Regions from separate parts of the Hordeum vulgare genome. Here regions 1 and 3 are each linked to region 2. A link is a contact called in public Hi-C data. All regions are on one chromosome and are shown on one strand. Each heading gives the region's core, a stretch centred on a gene start, on an enhancer-like site or on the middle of the called end of the contact. The rest is flanking DNA. Distances are from core to core; before and after follow the strand shown.

What was found. Hi-C and Micro-C count contacts between places; a contact is called where the count stands out from the background.
Region 1: a contact with region 2 is called in a Hi-C map of leaf, with 8 times the contacts expected there. The contact joins the enhancer-like site here to the promoter of LOC123426468 in region 2. A contact is called at or near these places in 2 of 6 Hi-C or Micro-C datasets (leaf and seedling) and 1 of 1 datasets of contacts at active chromatin or transcription factors (embryo).
Region 3: a contact with region 2 is called in a Hi-C map of seedling, with 4 times the contacts expected there. The contact joins the enhancer-like site here to the promoter of LOC123426468 in region 2. A contact is called at or near these places in 2 of 6 Hi-C or Micro-C datasets (leaf and seedling) and 1 of 1 datasets of contacts at active chromatin or transcription factors (embryo).

What each region holds. Positions count from the first base shown.
Region 1 is chr2H:415,414,133-415,417,496 of MorexV3_pseudomolecules_assembly, forward strand. LOC123426467 (probable UDP-N-acetylglucosamine--peptide N-acetylglucosaminyltransferase SEC) reads left to right here. Exons shown (of 28, transcript XM_045110308.1): 25 at 1-85; 26 at 201-347; 27 at 435-555; 28 at 652-1,124. The coding sequence ends at 765. Among protein-coding and RNA genes, the nearest start is that of LOC123426467, 18 kb to the left of the region's middle. Within about 2 kb of position 1,934, at least 2 of the 3 cell types and tissues checked have open chromatin away from gene starts, as enhancers often do. A contact at or near this core is called in leaf, where this site is marked.
Region 2 is chr2H:416,267,208-416,270,365 of MorexV3_pseudomolecules_assembly, forward strand. LOC123426468 (40S ribosomal protein S8) reads left to right here and starts at 1,730. Exons shown (of 5, transcript XM_045110309.1): 1 at 1,730-1,839; 2 at 1,926-1,998; 3 at 2,728-3,064. The coding sequence starts at 1,836.
Region 3 is chr2H:415,590,433-415,593,921 of MorexV3_pseudomolecules_assembly, forward strand. No RefSeq gene overlaps it. Among protein-coding and RNA genes, the nearest start is that of LOC123430179, 59 kb to the left of the region's middle. Within about 2 kb of position 2,174, at least 2 of the 3 cell types and tissues checked have open chromatin away from gene starts, as enhancers often do. A contact at or near this core is called in seedling, where this site is marked.

The DNA of each region.
Region 1 (3,364 bases), core at 684-3,183, 850 kb before region 2:
GCCCTGATCAGATCATTTTCACAGATGTTGCCATGAAACATGAGCATATCCGAAGAAGCGAATTGGCAGACCTCTTCCTCGACACGTATGCTCTTAACCAGCTTTTTCACTTGTTCTGTGTGATAAGCACATCGGTTCATACTTAATACTGATACTTGGTCTATATTTTGGTCTGTCTTTGTGAACTTCTCACATCACAGGCCCCTTTGCAATGCCCACACAACTGGTACCGACATTCTATGGGCTGGCTTGCCAATGATAACACTTCCTCTAGAGAAAATGGCAACCAGAGTAGCTGGCTCCCTTTGTTTAGCGACTGGGCTTGGGGATGAGATGATTGTTAGCAGGTAAGTATTGATTAGAAGCTGGTTTATTTGTAATCTATCTGGGACGGCATGGTGCATGCACATTTACCCTTCCTTTTCTGATTGTAGCACGAAGGAGTACGAAGACCGAGCAGTTGAACTGGCGACAAACCCGGCAAAACTCCAAGCACTGACCAATAAGCTTAAAGAAGTTCGTTTAACCTGTCCTTTATTTGACACTGCTCGATGGGTATGATTTCTGTACGATGTCCCTGTGTGATACTCCCTGGCATGTCATTTCTAGGCAGTAAATTCTGATGAGCTCTCTGCTTGCCAACCATTTCAGGTTCGGAACCTTGATAGGGCGTACTTCAAGATGTGGAATATTTATTGCTCTGGCCGTCATCCGGAGCCGTTTAAGGTAAAAGAAGACGACAGTGAGTTCCCATATGACAGATGAGGAGCATGAAATCCCGGCTGTGTAGATAAAAAGCAGAGTTGTAGCATAGTACAATCATGTAACTCGTCTGGCTGCGCCCTGTCCTGTACCATATAGACCTTTGCGTGTGGAGTTCGACTTATGTACCCAAGAAAGAAGAATGTAGCAGGTTTAGTCTTGTGATGAGATCGGATTAGCCTATTTATGTGTGCCAACAGAAGATTATAGTTTTGTTGGTTCCTGATTGTTGTACTATTCAACCCCAGCTTGTGCTGCTATCAGAATGTTGACACTGAGCTGCAGAGATACAATATCCAATGTCTGAAATATAATATGGCATCTGTTCGCCTTGATTGTTGGGGCACTGATGCGTTCAGTTAGTAACCGAGTTAGAGATGAGTCAGAGCATCTCTTGCAGACTCCGTATAAATGGTCAAACCATTATAATTTTTCTGTTTTACAATTTTGGTTCAGATGGGAAAGGGGCGGCGGCGGCTGGATTGAAGGAAGGAGCTCTTTATCTCAGTTTTACGGTATCTGTTCGATCGTAGTTAAAATATATTTTTAAAATACTTTTTTTTAAACCTTTATCTTTGTTTTACAGTTTATGATTTTAAAAGAATAGCTAGAGATGTTCTTAGTACCGAAATGGCCCATCCATTGGTATGTGGGAGGTCGGAAGTGGGAACGCGTTTTTACTTTTATAGGTGGATCATGGCACCTACAAAAGACTGCCAAGCTTTGGGCAATCTTTGTCTGGTTCGAGAGTTCAAAGGCCGCTCCTGAAGCTGTAAGTGTGCTGCTGTTAGTGTTCCCGTTCCCAGGCGATGCATTATTTGTTCCAATCTGGAAAAGTACATCACAGTCTAAAAAGAAGGGTCCATCCCTGATCCCTCTATCATCTTTGGAGGAGCAACTCGATGCTGAAGAGCACAAACGAAGAGTGCATGCATTTGGGTTGGGTCGCCCGTGACTGACACACAAAAGGACCATGTACTAGAATAATGCTGAAATACAAATCAATCCTTAGAAACGGGTCGGACACATGCGGATGGGGGATGGCACATGGGGGTGGATGCCTACATTTGCTCTTGGATTTAGCATTCGGGCGGATCACGGGCTGGCGGTGCTGCAGACTGTTTGGCCTTGTTCTCTAGTTAGAAGGGTAGCTTGTAAGTAACACCTAACTTCAAATATTCTCGGCACCATCCACAGTTGCGTGCTACTAAATTTCAGGACCAGTGTACACTGCACAATCGCTACGGATAGAGGGGTCACATGCATCCTATTTTAGAGCATCTACAACCGACACCCTAAAACTTTCCTCTACGTAAGACGGGCCACATGCATCGTATCTTAGAGCATCTGTAACAGACACCCAAAACCCTTCTTTACATAACATGGTCCGCACTCGGATTGATTAAAAAAAAACGGCAGGCAAAGCCCGCACGGCGGGCGGCGGGCGGGCGGCGGTGGCAAGCCCTTTCCTCTCGCGCGGGGATCCCTTGTTGGCGCGGCGCAGCGGCCTTGGACGAGGCGCCCGATCGACGGCGGGTGGACGCCAGGGCGGCGACCCCGACACTTGGTGACGACGTGCCGGTCTTTGTGGCCGCTTGGGAAACACGACAGCCGGCTCCGGCAGGGATCAATGATGAATTGGCCGTGGTGTCTGTGTGGATCGGATCTCGCATGGTGGACTTGGACTGGACGGCTCCGTGGTGGTCGGGTGGAGCAGGAGCGACGCGGGGGCAAGCAGCGCGGCTGCTGGCATGATGGGCTGCGTGTGGCCGTCGGGTTGACATGCTCTGGCTCGGCCAGATGTGGTTGCCTGGCTGCGGTTGGCACGGGGGCTCTCGTCGCTGCTCCGGTGTTGGTATGCTCGGGCGGTTGTTGGGTAACGTAGTAGTAATTCAAAATTTTCCTACGTCATACCAAGATCTATTTATGAGAAACCAACAATGAGAGAGGTTGTAGGGCATCTTGGTACCTTTGAAAATCGCTATGCGGAAGCGTTACTATGAACACGGTTGATGGAGTCGTACTCGTAGCGATTCAGATCGCGGAAGATTCTGATCTAAGCGCCGAACAACGACGCCTCCGTGTTCAACACACGTGCAGCCCGATGACGTCTCCTTCACCTTGATCCAGCAAGGAGAGAGGAAAAGTTGAGGAAGAGCTCTGGCAGCACGACGGCGTGGTGGCGGTGGAGCTATATAGTTCTCCGGCAGGGCTTCGCCAAGCACCGCGGAGGAGGAGAAGAGGGAGAGGTAGGGCCTTGAGGAGGTGTAAAAGGTGTGTACAACCCTCGCAAAACCCTCTCTATATATAGGAGGGAGGGAGAGGGGGTCGGCCACCCTAGGGTTTCCCTAGGTGGTGCGGCGGCCAGCCCTAGAGGAGGAGGGGGCGGCGCCGTAGGGGGTGGCTTGCCACCCAAGGGAGCCACCACGCCCTAGGGTTTGCTGCCCTAGGCGCCTTGGGCCTTGGTGGGTGGCGCACCAGCCCACCTAGGGGCTGGTTCTCATCCACTTTTGGCCCACGTGGCCCTTCGGCGGGGGGGGGGGGGGGTGGCCCTTCCCGGTGGACCCCCGGAACCATTTCGGTGGTCCCGTTACAATACCGA
Region 2 (3,158 bases), core at 480-2,979:
ATTGCCACCATCCTCCATCACTTGATGTCATCCTCCATGGGTTGTATGAGATATTCTTCTTGACGCAAGCCCATGGAAACACACATAACCCCACATAGAACTCTTAAGAAGACCATGGGTTAGTACACAAATACGTACTAGACAATGCTTACCATACCATGGGATCACTTGATCCCTCTCGGTACATCTTGTACGCTTTGTGTGTTGATCATCTTGATTTACTCTTTGTCTGACGATCTTGATCAACCTTGTGTCTCTATGACCATTCTTTGGATAATACCTTGAATACTACCTTGGTCATCATATAAACTCCTTGAACCCAACAGATGGACTTCAAGAAGTGCCTATGGACAAATCCTATAAATATAACTTAAGGCAACCATTAGTCCGTAGGAATTGTCATCAATTACCAAAACCACATATGGAGATATATGCTCTAACAGCGACGCCGTTGTAGGCGACATCCGCGAGCCCGAGCGCTGCTGGTGCGCGGTCGGAGCGGCTGCTCGATGATAGGTTCGTGAGCGGAACGCCGAGCGCCAAGAGGCGACGACGAATAAATACAGCGGAGGGCATCACTGCGCCATGCGCCGGTAGATCAAGGCTTAGCTGCACCGCGCAATCGGCAGCCACCGCTGCTGTGCATGTCTCCGTGCGATGGAGGTCGCAGGTAGAGCCAAGCCGCCATGGCGGCCACATGCGCGCTCCCCGTGAAGCAAAAAAGATGGTGCAAGGCAGCAAACAGTACCTACGGGTGTTGACAGAGACAAACAGAGGCACCATCATGGCGGCTCCCTTATCGCCACACCGCGGTAGAATGTAGATGGTGCTATCCATCACTAAAGCGCGCTCGGGCGGGGAACAACAAGGAGATCTGCCACACATTTCGAATCCCCGACGACCACATTGAAATAAGCGGCCCGCGCCACCACCACCGCGCCCTCGACCACCTTATTCGCGGCGACGACCACCAACACGACTTCAGCCCAGCCCGTCTTCGGCCACACCTATGTGAGTACCACTCGCCGAGGATCTCGATGGAGCGAGCGATGTCGTTGCACGCCTCCTTTGCTCCTTGCGAGTGGTGCAACCCACCGCCTACAACTTCGTCTTCGTTGCCGCCCGCCTGTCTCCATCGACACACCCGCACCGCGCTGTGTGTGTTATGATAGGTGAGGAGTGGGGGAGAAGTGAGGGAGATAGGGAGAGGGGGGATGGGCGGTGCAACACGTTCACTAATGTATTCATCATAGTAAACGACTCGCTGCATCTCACATGTCAGTGACCACCGCTTTAAGATTTGTGTTTCAGATCCAATGATTATCGGGTGGTTTGCTACCCAAATGACGTCAGCCAGTCAACATCTCCCATAACAAAAAAGGATAAAGAACAAGAAAAGAAAAAGAAACTAAATTAAGGAATGTACTACTAAGGAAGCGTGCGGACGCTATGTCTCGCTCCCGGCACTGATTAGGAGGTCTCAATGAAAAATACTCCTGTCCTTTATTGTACGTAATTTTTTTTATACTTCGTCCTGTTCTATTGACATGGGCCAACTACGTAGCATCCTGTCTATTATTATTTTTATTAGATATAGCGTCCTGTCTCCTTATTTGGGCCTAGTGACGAAGTCTAACTGGACCGCTTGCTTTAGCCCATGGTGCACCTTTGGACCATTCGCGGCCCACCTGTGAGTAAACCCTAAGCCCGGACGTCGTCCTATTTAATCCCACCTCTTAGGGTTCTCTTCCTCCCTCCTCCGAGACCAAACCAAAGCTGCGGCGGCGCGGGCATAGGAGGCGAAGCAGCAGCGGAGCCAAGCAACCGACGCCACCATGGGTAAGCGCCGCCGATCTTCTACTCGTTGCTCCGTCAGAGTCTGCCTGGTTTGCACGATGCTTATCGCCGCGGTGGTGTCTGTGCAGGTATCTCGCGTGACTCCATGCACAAGCGCCGGGCCACCGGTGGGAAGCAGAAGGCATGGAGGAAGAAGCGAAAGTAAGAGCGATGCCCCCACCCCTATCCCCTCTCCCTTCCTATTCGTGAAGATGTGTGGAGGTTCTACCCATGTTAGATCCGTGTTTACCTAGATCAGGCGCATAATTTAGTACATGTCTCCGTACTCTTTAGTATGATAGCTTGGGGGTAACTAGAATTTTTTAGATCTCGTATGATAGCTGGGTGGTAACTAGCATGCTAATTACCTCAGTAGCGCGGGTATTCCGCTCTCTGGCGACATGATAACCTTCATTAGTTTACACACAACCATTGATTTCGCTACATGCGAACTTCCGATGTGTTTATGGTAATTTGTTGGATAGGCAGTTTGGTTAAGATCCAGGTAACTAACGTCGCCTCTATCATAACTTGATATTGGCAATATAACTGGGTCTGTCGCTCTTGTAGTGATGCTTTACTGGTACTGCTGTTTCCTTAGTTGTTTTTAAGTACACAGTTTTGAGATACAATGTTTTGCCTAACTTATCTGATTAGGCATATTTGAAGCGTCCCTACTTGTAATTTGCTGTATTAAGTCTTGACGGTTCTCAATGTTGAGTCTTAGCCATTTCCTGATTTGTCCTGTGCAATTGTTTTGTTATCATTTTGGAATATGCATGTTCTTTTATTTGAACAAATGTTATGATCACTTGTTTATAGGACGATAGTCTAGGCAGCCTTAAAATTTACATTATTATGAATCTTACTTCGTCCTTTATCATTTATTAGGTATGAGCTTGGCCGCCAGCCTGCCAACACTAAGCTTTCGAGCAACAAGACAGTGAGGAGGGTCCGTGTTCGTGGAGGTAATGTGAAATGGAGGGCTCTCCGTCTGGACACTGGTAACTTCTCATGGGGTAGTGAGGCCACAACCCGCAAGACCCGTCTCCTGGATGTGGTTTACAATTCGTCAAACAATGAGCTTGTGAGGACTCAGACCCTTGTGAAGAATGCCATTGTGCAAGTTGATGCTGCCCCTTTCAAGCAGTGGTACCTGACTCATTATGGAGTGGAAATCGGTAGGAAGAAGAAAGCTGCTGCCGCTGCCAAAAAGGATGCTGCTGAGGTAATATTCTTGTTATTTGTATTGCAGTTCTTCAACATGATCTTAGTATTTACTGGTTAGCTTGTTGAGGGTGGGTTACTTAGTTGTAATGATA
Region 3 (3,489 bases), core at 924-3,423, 680 kb before region 2:
GGTGTCGGAGATGCACATGTTGTTTATCAATATGCAGTCAAAGGTACTCGACCCAATACCCGGAGTGTAGGCCGTCCTCCCTCAAAGAGAAAGGTATCTAAAGTTGATCAAGTGGTCAAACGATTAAGAGCAAAGAAGCAGCAGGTACCAAAAGGTACAAATGGAGTGTCAAGTCAAAAAGGGAGAAAGGTATCTAAATCTATAATATTTTTGTAGGAGCTTCTTTCTTCCTCTTATAACTTGCTGAAGTGTGAGCACTACCTTATTGCAGAAAGGTAGCGGAAAATCAAAAAATGGGCAAGAAAGTAATCCTCTGTCATCACAACAAACCGAGATAATATTTTGTACATTTATAGTTAATATGTTATACTAGATTATTAATATACGTGACAAGCAAGATTACTACTTGTTCTTATTCCAGGAACTTGAAACAAGTGAACCTGCTACATCAATTCATATCAAGTCGTACATTGACATTCTCCAGGTGCTACACTCGTATTATTAAATATTTTCCAACATTATTTGTCAATAGCTCATTGTGTTTTTGAACTTTGAAGGGAAATAAAGATGTCATGGATCTGCTAGATGCTAATTCGAACGGATGAAAAAGACACACTCTGTAGTACTTCCGAGCCGATTAGACAGTTTGGCTTATGGCACTAGATGCAAGTATTTATTTTGGTTATTGTAACAATGACATTATCATTTCAACGCTTTATGTCACTATAAACATGTGGCTTTCAATGGACAGATTCAGTACTTGCTAGATTCAAGCATGAATGGACTAATCATTCTGCTCTGGTCAAGAGAAATGTGCTCTTAGACAGTAAATTTGATACAAGAGCTTCCAGCAATCTGTTACTCACCTCTGCCGTTGGAGGTTGCATCCAGCCACCATCGCAACTATGCCGAGCCAGCAAGCTGCCTCCAGCGACGTTGCTCCGAGCATCCGGGCGGCTGGCGCCCCCCCCCCCCCCCTCTCTCCTTGTGCCTCTCATCCTCCTCTCAGATTTGAGCCAGAAGAAGCAGCGTCCACGCACTCTGCCATTGGAGGTTGCATCCAGCCACCATCCCAACTATGCCGAGCCAGCAAGCTGCCTCCCGCGGCGTTGCTCCGAGCAGCCGGGCGGCTGGCGCCCCACCCTCTCTCCTTGTGCCTCTCCTCCTCCCAGATTTGAGCCATGATTTGAGCCAGAAGAAGCAGCGTCCAAGCAGCTGGCAAAGTAGCAACAGGAATAGGCGGAAGAAGCTAGAACACTCGATCCAATTCTGTGTGGAGGGGATAACCGGATAAGATATAAACTCATTTAAAAAAAATGTTACTATAGAGGAGGGGCCTACCAAGACAGAAGCGGTGTTCTGATTCAAGAACCAGCCTCGGCCCAAACCCAAACCACACTGCATGCGGAGCAATTTTCGCTACGTTGCCACGCCGGATCGGACGAGGATCGTACGCATTTTGTCGTACGTATAGCAGCGCCGATAATATATCATACAAGTTCTTTAATGAAGTATATGTTAACCGTATGTAAAATAACTAAGCGGGTCCACTAAATGTTGAAAAAATGACCATGTTTGTCTCGGAGCTTGTGCCAGAACCGTTACTTCAAGTTCATACGATTTCATTCTTTTTTTTTCTTATGCGCCATGTCATCAAATTCGTCTATATGACAATTTACCAATGATGATCATAGGATTATTGGAGATGTCCTAAGAACAAGTATAGTAGTACCTAGACAGCCGGCTACAAGCTCTTCCACGTCAGAGAAAGTCTAGCTGGAGGGGAGAGAAAGCAAGAGAGAGAAGGGAGCCGGCGCTTCAATTGTCGCCCGGCTACAACACAATACCCAAGAGAAAAGAACTGCATGCAATGGTTGAAGGCTGTCGCGGCTCCCTCCTCTCCAACAGTTGTGTTTTTATCTCTTCCATACATGTAAACATTAACTGCTATAGCCAATGCTTGCAGCCAGCTTTACTATATGAGATTTGTTTTACGGAGACTACAAGTGACATGGCAATGGCATAAAGCCGGTAGTCGGGTCTACTATTAACCATGCTTTAATGGACTGTGACTATACTACTAGGTGGGGCAGCGCCTCAGCCATATGGATGCCATTCGCGCTGTGTCTATCACTGACTATAGGAGTGCTGTGCATTATCGCTGCCGTCGAGGCTACGTAGCACGTTGCTCAGTACGTGTCCTGCATGCACTTGTACTACTAGGTGGGGCAGCCTAGCTAGCTACAGTCATCTTGTACTACTAGGTATAAATGAAACTGACCAGTGAAGGAGTAGATTGCGGAAGAAAGACCGAACTATATCGGACGTAACGTCGTACGTGAAGCAATTTCGATATATTATTAACAGCTGACGTGGATACTTATAGATGCTTAACGTTGCTGCTGCATATAAAGACCTAGCAGTGATTTTGTCCTAAAAGCAGAGGCGTGGCGCAAAGAAAAAATAAATCATCAGTGATAGCCTGCAGCGCCGCTGTCTTTCACATGGAAATGGCAGTCCATTTTTTTAACACAATACAATCAAAATCGCTCATATACATGAATGTATACTCGTCTATATAAACGCAAACACGCATACTCTACCTTTATGAACATCTTTGAAAGAATAAGCTGATATATAATCTTAAGATTGACGAAGTCGCCACTAACGCCTTCGTTTTCGATGAAAACGTCTCCTTTCACTGAAAGCACATCGCCAAAGACCTGAAATAAATCCAAAAAAATGCAAGCACTAACGTCAAGTCTGAGACTTAAACTTTGATGGACAGGAAATACCATAGTCCTCTTAAACATCCAACCATGGATTGGTTTACGAAATGGACAGTCCATCTGCTAGTGCCATCTTCACTTCTTATTTCTATATGCAAAATAGTTCAACGCAAGAAGGAGCGAGCTAAAAAAGATTCGTTTACATTTTTCTCAAGGCTCAAATATCGAAGAACAAGATAGCCACATAGTACTACTACTCTACCTCTAGTACAACAAGTACTTGCACAATATTTTGTTCAATCAGCCCGTACAAGCATCAGCACAGTTCGCGGCAACATCATATGTGTTAGCATCCGTCCATGCCGCACGCTTCCACGAATACACGCGCAAGCCGTCGCTTGACGGTCCGCTCTACATCAACATGTTAGGACAGTGTCCGTTCGTATGAGCCTTCTAATGAAAGCGCGCAAACCGCCATCTCTGCGGACCGGTCTACATCAACACGTTCGGATCGGCCCGCTCGTACGAGCTGCCCAATGAACGCAAGCAACCCGCCATCTCCGTGGTCCGGTCTATATCAACACGTAAGGACCGTGTCCGCCCATACGAGCCGCCCAACATACGTGCGCAAGCCGCCGCTCCCGCGATCCGGTCTACTCAAATAACACTGGAGCAAAAAAGAAATATATATCTATTATCAGCCTTCACCGCCGGGTTGTCCAATGGTTAGGCGCATTGGCCCGTTATCCCTGTGGTCCGA